Linked DNA regions of Danio rerio: region 1 is linked to region 2. Evidence: chromatin contacts called from public Hi-C data. All regions are on one chromosome and are shown on one strand. Each heading gives the region's core, a stretch centred on a gene start, on an enhancer-like site or on the middle of the called end of the contact. The rest is flanking DNA. Distances are from core to core; before and after follow the strand shown. Region 1 holds the start of LOC137488017 (SLIT and NTRK-like protein 3). Region 2 holds the start of ing5b (inhibitor of growth family, member 5b).

Evidence for each region. A called contact is a pair of places that touch in the nucleus more often than the background predicts.
Region 1: a contact with region 2 is called in a Hi-C map of an unstated tissue, with 4 times the contacts expected there. The contact joins the promoter of LOC137488017 here to the promoter of ing5b in region 2. A contact is called at or near these places in 1 of 18 Hi-C or Micro-C datasets (an unstated tissue) and 2 of 4 datasets of contacts at active chromatin or transcription factors (caudal fin and embryo).

Annotation. Positions count from the first base shown.
Region 1 is chr2:39,805,164-39,811,370 of GRCz12tu, reverse strand. LOC137488017 (SLIT and NTRK-like protein 3) reads left to right here and starts at 4,106. Exons shown (of 3, transcript XR_011006882.2): 1 at 4,106-4,263; 2 at 5,905-5,967. It overlaps nrd1a (nardilysin a (N-arginine dibasic convertase)), which reads right to left and starts at 3,962. Exons shown (of 31, transcript XM_689113.9): 1 at 3,920-3,962; 2 at 3,284-3,584; 3 at 686-944. The coding sequence starts at 3,459.
Region 2 is chr2:39,580,650-39,587,235 of GRCz12tu, reverse strand. ing5b (inhibitor of growth family, member 5b) reads right to left here and starts at 2,392. Exons shown (of 8, transcript NM_001007168.1): 1 at 2,218-2,392; 2 at 1,850-1,921; 3 at 1,602-1,768; 4 at 788-899; 5 at 619-712; 6 at 396-531; 7 at 113-174; 8 at 1-11. The coding sequence starts at 2,254.

The sequences.
Region 1 (6,207 bases), core at 2,857-5,356, 220 kb before region 2:
AGAGAAAAGCAAATAAGATAAAATTGTAACAAACAGGAAAAATCAAGCGAAACATAAAACATACAATTTTGTTGGAAGTTTTTAATTTTTCTTGCAATAACTTATTTGAATTTTAAATGCATCATCTTTCTATTTCTAAAAATGTTAGGTGAACAAACCTCTTATTTTAATGTATATAACAGTTTACTAAAACCTTTGATTAACAGCACTAAAATTCATTGCCTATATTAACTGAGATATTAGTAAAAAAATTTCAATTTAATAAGGGGATGTACTCATTTACTCTACCAGCACTGTATAATGCATTCACTATAGAATATCCAAAAATGACACAGAACACAACAAGCTGTGAAGATTTTTTTTTCTGTAGTCATGTAAACAAACTCAGTATTGAAAAGCAAAAAAGACTAGTTTTATTTAGGAGTGGCTGATTGGATAGAGGCAAACCTAAATGCAAGTTTGTGATAAAGAGGATGAGTTTATGCAGATGAAACAATTGGAGAAATCCATAATGCATTCCAGTAGAGACATTTACTTCACCAAAAGATTAAATTATGACAGCCTGGAATAATAAAGATGAAAAGCTCAAAAAAGTATAAAACATGAATAGATACATTTTAATTTCATGCTGACTTTAATACGAAGAATTAATTTGAATAACATGCATGGTAATCTCAAAACAAACCTGTTTTTCAGATCCTTTTTTCTTCTTCTGGTCACTTTCCTCATCTAGCTCCTCAAAATCGCTATCCTGACTGTCTCCTTCCTCTTCAGATTCCTCATCCGTTCCTTCCCCCGAGTCTCCCTCTTCTTCCTCTCCCTCTGCCTCCTCTTCCGCCTCCTCCTCTTCAGAATCTTCATCATCCTCATCTTCAGCTTTCCCATCTAAACCGCTCAGATCAGAGATGAGCAGAGCCCTCAGTCCATTACTCAGCTCAATATATCTGTATGAAAAGAAGAAAAAGAAATTCTGTTGGTCACTTTAGTCATCCGCACACACATGCAGTGTTGTGTTACACACTCAAAGATGCAACGAGAGCTTATGTTTTACTAGAGCGATCTCATATTTCCCGATCCTCGAGTGCCAACATACTGTATCATTCATAATGTAAAATGATCTTTTAAAAGGTTTCACTTGTTACTTTAAGAGTATATACACTAGCAGAAAAAGGTTAGGATTTTTTAAAAGTTTTATAATAAGCTTATTCTGCTCACAAAGGATTCATTTATTTAACAATAAAAAATAAGTAATTGTGAAATGTTAATGCAATATTAATTAACTCTTATTTTATTGAATGCGATTAATAATTGTGGGTTAAAGCAGATATTTTTTTAAAGCATAATTAGTCTTTAGCATTACATAATAATTCAAATATTTTAGTATCATGATCTGCTCAAAAAGAAACATTTATTATTTCTTTTATTATCATTTATTATAAACTGATACAATATCATTCAAAAGTACTATTAAAATATACATTAACTGTAGCAAGTTTAACTCAAGTAATTCACAAGTGTGTGTTAAATGTAAGAAGAAAGTGGGAGACTACATCCACTTATTATGGAATAATCCTGTTATTAGATCAGTGAAGAACCCATCCTTGAAAGGGTGGTCAAATATTATTAGGGAAATGATTCCCTTAGAATTCCTTAGAATTCATTCATTTCCACTGAGGCTTTTCATCAAGTCTGGACGCCTTACTTGGATTTTAGTGATGTTTCTTTAATTCAATTAATTTATGTTTCTTATTTTACCATTATTTTATCTTTATATATTTTAATTTTGTTTATATAATTATTTTTTTATTTATTTATTATAATTTCATTATTTCTGTATGTATTTGTGTGTGTGTGTGTGTGTGTGTGTGTGTGTGTGTGTATGTATGTATGTATGTATGTATGTATGTATGTATGTATATATATATATATATATATATATATATATATATAAATAAATAATTTATTCTGTTTTTCTTCAGCCTTGCATTGTTAAAAGGGGCATTGTCTGTTGGTTTGATATATTAGTATTATATAATAGTATAGTAGTTACAATGTTATTAAAGATGCAATAAAAATACATACATTTTAATAACAATAAATTGTTGAAAAGTGAAAATAAACACATTTAAAATGAAAAATTAATTAATAAAAAAGCTATTTTATTATCTTTCTTTTTTAGACAAACATATTTTTAAAAAGTATCAGTTTCAACAATACTATGGAGAAAAAAAATGTCAGCACTGAACACAGTAAGAATTATTATTAGTGCTTTTGTATCTAAATAAAGCAGATTTTTTTAGAACAACAAATCATCATCATTATAATGATTTCTAAAGAATTGTGTGACGCTGAATACTGGAGAAATTATGATAAAAATTCTGCTTTGTATCAGAGGAATAATCAAAATTTTAAACCACAATCAATAAGACAACTGTCATTTAAAATTGTAACAACAGATCAAAAATTAAGTTTTACTGTATTTTTTGATCAAATGCAGCATTGGTGAGCAGAATTACATTCTTTTAAAACATTTTAAAAATATTACAGACAACAAACTTTTGACTGGTAGTGTGTATTATAATTGAGGTAAAGTTGGTTTTATTTTCAAACATTCATTCATTATAATGCTCCACTCCCTATATGGTTCACCACACACACTACTTGCTATTTTTTATCTGAAATAGCATGGAAGCATGACTTCAAAACAACATTAGGAGTATTTAATTGACTGTAAACAATTTTGTACTTTGTTAGTCATTGGCTGCTGATATGATTTCAAAATATAAAATTGGCAAAAAGGGTGGCGTGGTGGCGCAGTGGGTAGCGATGTCGCCTCACAGCAAGTAGATCGCTGGTTTGAGCCTTAGCTGGGTCAGTTGGCAATTCTGGAGTTTGCATGTTCTCCCTGTGTTTGCGTGGGTTTCCTCCGGGTGCTCCGGTTTCCCCCACAAATCCAAAGACGTGGTACAGGTGAATTGGGTAAGCTAAATTGTCCCAAGTGTATGTGTGTGAATGAGTGTGTACGGATGTTTCCCAGTGATGGGTTGCAGCTGGAAGGGCATCCGCTGCAAAAAACATATGCTACATAAGTTGGTGGTTTATTCCACTGTGGCAACCCCAAATTAATAAAAGGACTAAACTGAAAATGAATAAATGAATGAATGAATGAATGAATGAATTGGCAATTAATACTTTTCTGAAACTATATTATTACGGAGAAAGTCTGAATGTGTGAATATAATTTTATTATATACGTGACCGTTTTAAATCACGTGGACTTTACCTGTATTGTTTGGGGTCACTGGGTGATTTGATAATCTGAGGGTCTCCCTGGTTTTCATCTCCACCACTGTCCCCTGGAGGTGCGTTGGGGTCTCTGACTGGTTCCCCACGGTCAGGACCAGCAGATTGAGCCGGACTGCTGGCTGCAGCACATTTGAACTTGTTTGTCTGGGGCATCCTGAACAATGACGCTATTTTAGCACTGGGGCTGAGGTGAACGGGGCTGTTTATGACTCTGCTGTAAAACAGGGGAAACGCACGCGCAGCCTTGAATAGAGCAATACTGACTTTCTGTCTCCAGTCTAAAAGAAACCAAATGAAATAATGTAACGATAACAATAAACAAATTATGTACAATATCTTGATTGAAATGTAGGATCTTGATTTTCACAAAAGGAGTTCTTTAACTTCACAGACGTATTTTGACAGCTACACATTTGTATCATCATCCCTGAGCTACAATGTGGCTAATCCGCTACATAACGGCAGTATTTAAAACGAACCAAAAACGTATGATTTGTTTGATGGGGTTTAGCTAATTAGCTTAACTTATTTGTCTAAAACATGACAGGTTCATCTGCAATCAGACCCTCGTAATATTTCACAAAGTTAGTCAAGTTTCATCGCAGTCTCATACCTGCTTTCCTCCTGATGATGGGTCAGCCGAACTTATCGTCGCCAAGCTTGTCGCTGGTAGGTTGCGTCTATGCAACAAGAAGTGTATTGATTCGTCAAAAGCCACTGACGTTGTAAAACGCGACTCTCTGATTGGATAACTTCATTGCTAGACGAATATAATAAGTGGCGCTGTTGCTTCTGCTTCAGCAGCTTTCCCTGTTGTGATGTTAGATTGTGGGAGTTGTACATTTGGGCCTATTTCTAAACTAAGTTATTTTTGTAACGACATCATGTCTGTGTTACACGCCTGTATTTATTGAAAGCCAGTGACCAAATTTCAGTTGCCCCAACCCGTTTTAATTTGTATGTAAGTTATGTGTATGTGTGCGCTCTATGATACTTTGACTTAATTTACTGTGTTATATGTTATAAATTAGATATATAGCCTATACTTAGATGTTGCTTGGTTGACATGATGAAGAAAACGTTCTAAAAAATTGAGTAGACCTTTACAACATATCTAACTCATGATGAGTGACTGCATTCCTACCTGCTTACAATAAATATACAGATTCTCTTATGAAGCTATATAAATTTTTTAGGTCACTTTATCATTAAGGTAAAGTTGGTTTTATTTTTACACGTTCATTCAGGGACAATATGTGACACAGTTTCTTAAGAATTTACAACGGTACTTTGAATAATTCGGCCTTAGATCGTATGCAAGTATGACTTCAAAACAACATAAGCACTATTTAATTGACTGTGAACAAACAATGTTGTACTTTGATAGTCTTTGGCTGCTGATATGATTAACATAATAAGAATTTGCAAAGAATACATTTCTAAAAAATATAATATTAAGGAATTTACGAATATAAAGCCAACTTTACATCAATTACTTTATTAGGTCCAAATGTGGGTAGTACAGATTAACAGCTAGTACAGCTTGTTCAGATCCCATTTTGCAAACAAGATTTTGAGTCCATGATACCATCTATGGACCATCAAGTCATTGTGATCTGTAGAAATAGTTTACCACAAAAAATTTTGTTATTGTTATAATTTAATTATTCACTTCCACAAACTAATTATTTTTTTTCCCTATTGAACATATAATGTATTTTGTAGAATGCTGGTAACTGTAAACCATTGACTTAGTATAGTATGCCCTAATATTTCAATTTTTGTTTTATGGATGTCAATGACAACTGATACAATTCCTCATATATCATATTTGAACAACCTGAATGAGGATGTTTGTTTTTTGTATTATTATACTGTTTTTTTATTTATTTTTTTTATCAAGCTTATAAATTAGAGGCCTTAGAAACTAATGTACCAAATATCAGGCTTCATCATTCAAAACAAGGTCCCAGCAAACAATAATGTTCAATAGACGTCTAATAGACATCTAAACGATAACAGCTTGGCTAAAACAAGGCCAAACTTGGGCTGTCAGTGTCAGTGAAAATCTAATAGACATCTAACAATAGCCCAAAACTAGACTAGTGGTCAAATAGACAGATTAGACAGACTTTATATGTGTAGTCGTTCATTTGAGGATTAGTCTAGTTTTGGCCCATTCTTAAACGTCTATTAGATTTACACTGATAGCCCAAATTTAGATTTGATTTAGCCAATATGACTATGTTTTGACGTCTGTTAGACATCTTTAAAAAAAAAATGCTTGCTGGGGTGCTTTACACATTGTTTAATTCCAAAATCACTGAGGTGGCTAGCACACAATATGCAATATTGCGAGCAAGTAATCTTTGCAAGTGTAATAAAACGTATCAGACTCATCTTTGCTATTATAACCCCGACTGTGCATTTCAGTCAGCTCACAAATCTTGTATGATGAAATAGCCTATTTATTTTAATTGGCTTCAATATGTCTTGCTGACCAGCCTATATTAAACATTCAGTACACTAATATAACAGCACAGGCATAGATTAAGTGTGCTTCTGAACTTTCATTCCTTGCCGTTTAATTACCTACAGATACCCTGTGAAAAGAGGCTGCTAAATACTGCATCCATGACAACCAGATGAAGAACAGCGCTGGTAAGCTGAAATGTCATGATTACAGAATCAAGTGTTAAGAGCAGGTTACGAGGTGTTTTCTGTCGCATCATTGCTCCTATGGTGGATTAGATGTGTCTGAGTTGTATGTGATGCGTTTAATGAATTCTGTGGATGAACAAAATTGCCTTTTTTTCTTAAATGCTGATGTTTAGAACAGGTAATCTGTGTTTAGTCATTTAATTCTGGTTAATTGTTTCTATATTTTGCCATTCGAAAGCT
Region 2 (6,586 bases), core at 1,143-3,642:
GTGGGCAATACCTGTAAATGGAAAACACAAACCATGGTAACTGCAATTTTAAATGTATCAGTATGTGGAGTGGGCAATTACAAGTAGTATGAAATTATGTAAATTAGCTTACCATTTGCCCTTTGGTTTGGTTGCTAGGCCGACGCAAGCAAAATGAAACCACTCTATTGGACACTGTTGGAAAAAAAAAATCATACTTTTGCATATTAACAGTAAAATAATTTTATGTAATGTTATTAACAATGCCTATGTAATAAAAAGTTGATTGCCACTATAACAAAAACTATGAAGCATAAATCTATTCATAAAGCATAAATCTATTTCGAATTAACATGTAAAATAACTGTCATTTTTTAAACAATGGCTTAAAACAAATAATAATATTTATTACTCACATCTGAATTGTCACATCCAATCATTTCTCCATATGATACTTGACTACACAAACAGTATGTGGGTTCATTAGGGTCCACAGGCATATCCAGGACATCTGATGGGTGCATTGCAAGCAGAGATTCACTTATGTTGGGACTGAAATTTGTAAAAGTCAAAAGAAAAGAGTTCAAGTGAAAGGCTGGTTTGGCAATCAAATTCATGTATCCAATCAAAATCAGTTACCCATTTTTCATTTTTTTCTGCTTGGGTGAGTCTTGATCTGATGCTTTCTTGTCTCTTGCATGAGATCCCCTCTTATCTTTCATATTCTTATCTTCTGAAACAATAAATTTGTCAGTTAATTTTTCTTCTTTAAAGGATAAATTGTCTCAATATCTTCATGAAGACTTACTTCTGGATTGCTTTTCATCAGAGCTATCCTGGCTGCCCGAGTCCAGTTTCTCCTGCAGATCATTCTCAAAGCGTGCTAGCTCAGCATCCAAGCGCCGAATGTGTTTATCCACCTGGAAATATAAATTCATTTGTTTTTACTTTACTGGTGTGTCAGTACAGATGTCACTGCAGCAGATTTATGAACAGGACACATTAGGAGATGCTAAACAAATCGTTTGTGATTTATGACATGTTCTGCATAATGAGTATGAGTTGTTAACTTCGGGGAAAAGGTTTAGATACCTTGCTGTAGATTAAACAGATATAAAATCTCTTTTTATTTGGTGAGCGTTAAGCTATTAAATAGTGCTGGCTTAGACTGAAAGTCTCTGTATTTATACATTAATGTGCATATATGGAGGTGGGGCTATACAGGGTGGGCCATTGATATGGATACACCTCAATAAAACGTATTGTGAATTTCACAAGTAAAACACCGGTGTGCTTGGCTTTAACGTAACTTTATTCTTTCATATGTTATGTACAAGCCCCCTCACATATACTAATGTGCCACAATCAGGACGTTAATATCAACAACCACTCTCAATTTATTATGGTATATCCATATAAATGGCCCACCCAGTAGATTTATTTATTTATACACTTATCTGTTTTTTGTATGCTTTTATTGTTTTTCTATGCATGTCATGACTGCAGCTGAGGGCAAGAGCCCAGGACAAATTTCACTAACTGGGACAATAAAGTTTTACCTTGCCTTGCCCCATGCATCAAGTGCTAAAAGTGGATTTTAAGCTGAGAACTCTGGACCTCACCATTTCATATATCTGCATTGCGAGCTGAACCTTGTCATCGCTGAACTCTTTGCATTTGTTGTATGCACTGTCAATCTTCTTTAAATGCTGGACACGCTCCTCAGATGCCAGATTTTTCACTTTTTCAATATACTCGGAAGCTAGTTCACTTATCTCTGCTTTTTTCGCTGTAAACAAAAGAATTTAAATTAGTCACGTAAAAGTTAGTGTTCAATGCATTGTAGTATAGCTACTGCATTCAGCCATACCTTCTGTTCTTTTATCCAAATCCTCCATCAAAGAGAAGTTTCTCTGCAGCTCACAGGGAAGACCCTCAATGCCTGGTGTGATTAAAAATATACATTTAAAACCCTGCAAAGCTGCAAATTGTTTACCTACATTGCCTGAACAGCAATACCATGCACGAATACATTAAAGTTAAGGTCTACAAGATACAAAATACCATTCAGGCACTCGATTAGCATTTACCATAAAAGACAATGATACATTTGTGATACTGAAACTTAACAACACCCCAACATGGCCTGGTGTTTTCGAGAATTTATCGCATTCAAACGACTCGACAGTAAGTAAAACAGGTCAAGAAGTTTAGAGGAATCTCTATTACGAAACTTACTGTCCAAATAATGCTCTAAGTACATTCCTTTCGCCATTTTTGTTGGTACAAACTTTTCACCGCAGGAAGGCGTGTGCGGAGGTTTATTTAGCGCGCGTTGAGTTTGCTTTGCTGGTGTGGCTGTGCAGATTATTAGATGTTTACATAAAAAGGATCAACCACATTGGCATAAAGTGAACACATAAGACTGTCCGCATGATTTATATATCATATATTTGTAGGGCAGCGTCTTCATCTGCAGTGCAGCAAGCAAGAACTTGCTCTACAACGCCATCTAGCGTAGTGGAGTTTTGTTTCACTTTGTTTTTTTCTTTTACTCATTAAATTACCCATAAATTGTATTTTATTAATGTCTACCACTCCCAGTATTATAAAAATATTTGTTTGTTCCTGTTAAATGTCAAAAAAGTATGGCATATTGATTCGCGCATGCCCAGTAGCCTCAGATCATTTCCCTTCTATAGATATTACCGTGAAGGAGCTGCATGATTTAATGGTAGGTAGGTACGAAGCAATTTTAAGTTTTTTATATTGTATGTTTCTTGTTACAAACAGCAACCTTTTATATTTTAAATAATTTGTAATAAGCGAGGGACAAAACAATGACGTGATAATCCACAATACATGACTTACTTCTTACCACAAGGTGTCAGTGCCGTCTGAGTTATCTTTCATATCCATGCCTGAAATGATAAGCAAAGTTTAAAGATCAACTAAAGTGATTGCATTTGGCATTTTATCGTGTCAGTACTACACATGGACATTGGACATGGAGGGACGGCCAAAGAATGGATTATATACGAAGTTTAAGATGAAATATGTAAGACAAATTCATTCTTTGTGAGCAAAGACCCACAGTGACAAAATCCCACACAGCCCTCATGCAAAAACTAGAGGATGCCAGATCACAGGCATAAATGTAGACATTACAACCAAATCCCTGCTAAAACCAGCTTGACCAGCCTAGCCAAGCTGGGAGTCCAGCCAAAACCAGCTATGTCCAGCTTAAACCAGGCTGGTCAAGTTGGTTTTAGCTGGATTTGGCTGGTCATTTTCCAGACTGACCAGCTAAGACCAGGCTGGAAATGGCTGGAAACCAGCCTGGAAGTGGCCAAAACCCCTCTAAAACCAGGCTGGTCGACCAGCTAAAACCAGCCAACCCGCCTAGGCTGGTTTAAGCTGGATTTTTCAGCAGGGATATACAATACAAAAATATTAAATTACAGTTAAATGTAGGGTTAAAAATTTAAATAATGTACAAATGAGGTAATATATTTATATCTATTGGAACAAGCTGGTAGTTTATTTCATCATCATTAATGGCATGTAAATCAAAATATATACAAATCTAAATACTCTGTAAATCCAAGAATCTGCTTAAATAGTCTTTAGAAGCCTGATTAGGATACAGTTTTTGTTAGAATAGTAATATATTTGAAAATACAAGTTACTCTGAGAGGCAAAAGCAAAGCCTGACTCCTCCCAGGGTTTGTATTTACCATTTGTTAGAAATGAAAACAGTAAGTAGAGCATAGGTGTTTAATCTCGTGTGAACATCTCTTATATTTAGCATAATTTTAACACTGCAAATATGGCGCTCTGCTACAGTGATATACTTCTCATGACAGCTTTTATCCTAGGTATGTATTTCGACTTTCTTGAATTATATTTTTTTGCCTAAGTTATTATGCTCTTGTAGACAATGATTTATCTATTATTGTACAGGATGCAAAGCACAGGACAATGTAATACAGCCCAAACAAGTTATGACAGCTTATGAAGATGGAACAATCACTCTTGAGTGCACGTACAAAGCGTCCAGCACTCAATATCCAAACCTCCTCTGGTACCAACAGATGACGAATGGATCCCCAAAATACATGCTGATGAGACTTTCTGGATCTAGTGACACTAATGAAGAGTTTAAGCAGAGATTTAACGCAGAACTCAACACATCTGCATTATCAATTCCTCTGACGATCAAGGATCTGCGTGCATCAGATTCTGCTGTGTATTACTGTGCCCTGAAGCCCACAGTGACGAAACTGAAGTCAAACCACATACAAAAACAACAGAACAGACATATTCTCTCAGTGCTGGTGATGTTCTTGTCTAGTTGTATAATTATTAATACGTTATGCAGTGCTACTTTGTTAATTACTGTTTAGATTAAAAAAAAAAGATAATTATTTGTTTTAGGAAAGTTGTTGTAGTTTGGGTTGATTAAATTCTGAATTTAAATCTAGATCTCTCTATCTATCTGTCTTCTAGTTGAACAGTTGGTATCAGAAGTGGCTTTTATGAAAGGCAAAGGCCTCTAGATTACGCTTATTTTACCAAAATAATATATGATCATGCCTTGATTTATAATTATTTAATAAGGACAGTAAGGTCTGACAAAAGTCTTTTCACTGAACAGAAATAATGTACAGTATAGAATATAAAGCTGTGGTGCAGTGGAAACAGAATTAATATTGTATATGACTCTCATGAGCTTGGAGGACTGCATCCATACATCTCTGCAATGACTCAAATAACTTAATAATAAAATCATCTGGAATGGCAAAGAACGTGTTCCTGCAGACTCTCCGAGTTCATCAAGATTCTTTGGTTTTATCTTCTGCCTCATCCTTCATCTTCATCAAATTCATTAGAATTTGCCCTCTCCTGTGGTTTGTAATGTAATAGGCAACACAAATGTCTTAATACTTCAGGCTGTTGATGTTGCCATCCACTCCGCAGATCTCTTGCACACCCCTATACTGAATGTAACCCCAAACCATTATTTTCCCTCACCAAACTTGACTGATTTTTGTGAGAATCTTGGGTCCATGCAGGTTCCAATACATCTTATGCAGTATTTGTGATGATTGGGATGCAGTTCAACAGATCTGAAAAAATCAACCTTCTGCCACTTTTCCAAATGCATCTATCAAATCCAGTGGTAAGTACAGTACTTACCGAACACTCATATTTAAATAACAGTGGGTCAGTGCAATGTTTTTAAAGAAAATATTATTTCTATTCAGCAATTATGCATTAATGTGCATTTCTTTTGTCTTATGTACTATCAGACGGGCAATGATGGTTAAAAAACTGAATTGGTTTCACTCTCACAGATCAGGAAGTTCCTGAACATCTTCATAACTGAACAGCAGAACGCATCAGTAACACACAGTAAGATCATATTGAGAGTATTAATACACAACTCATCTGATCTCATTCACCATGAACAAATGCATGCTATTGATTATTCTCATGGCATCAGGTGTGTAATTTATTAATTTCTAATACCATTATTAATATTTTAATGATTTCCTGACACATCTTTATTGTTAACATGTAGCATATTACAAAATGTGTTTATATTGTGTGCAGTGTTTGCAGATGTGACGGCTGTGGACAAAATTGAGCCAAACAGTGGGAGCAAAGTCATCAGAACAGAACGAGAGTCTGTAAAGCTGAGCTGCTCTTATGATTCAAATAATGAATATGTACGTCTATATTGGTACAGAAGACATTCAAGTGGAGAACTTCAATATTTATTATATAAAGGAGCTCGATCAAACTCAGCCAAAGACACCTCTGATGCCCGATTTGAGTCAAGTACATCTCGCATATCCACTGACCTCATTATTAAGACTGCAGCTCTGTCAGATTCAGCTCTTTATTATTGTGCTCTAAGAGTTGAAGCCCAGTGATACAAAACATATAACAAGTCATACAAAAACTTAAAAGCATTTTCACTTTGAAGCTCTTTTTATGAAAACCGTATCAAAATCTCAAAGTCAGATAATGATTGCAAACACCAGTGTGAGGTTGAGGGAAGAAACATGTTATAAAAAGGAATGAATGAGGGGAAAAGCTTTTTTTAAGCAAACAAAAAACTAAAGTGGGTAATGTCTTTTTATAATTAATGAAATTAAACAAAAATGCAGACCTTTCTTTTTTCATCTTAGTAGACCGAAATTTCATATAGTGTATGCTGGTGCCTAATTTTTCACATGTCACCATAGTGACATGAACTTCCAATAACTCTGGCTAATTTTTTTTCATCTAGCTGATGCCCTTTCAGCTACATACACTCCTAAAATCATAGTTCTTTTGTTGACATTGATGGTTCTATGAAGTATTTACATTCATAGAATTCTACCATTTCACAAAATGTTCTTTGTTTTGGGAAAAGGGTTGACAGCATACAAAAAACAAAACGTTCTTTAAATAACTCTTTGATGAAAGGTTCTTTGAGGAACCAATAATACAAACCCAAATCAGAAAAAGTTTAAACAGTGAAAACGCAAATAAGAAATAATATTTTCAACATTTTTAGAAAATTATGATTTTTACCAATTTCTACATTGATTTCTAA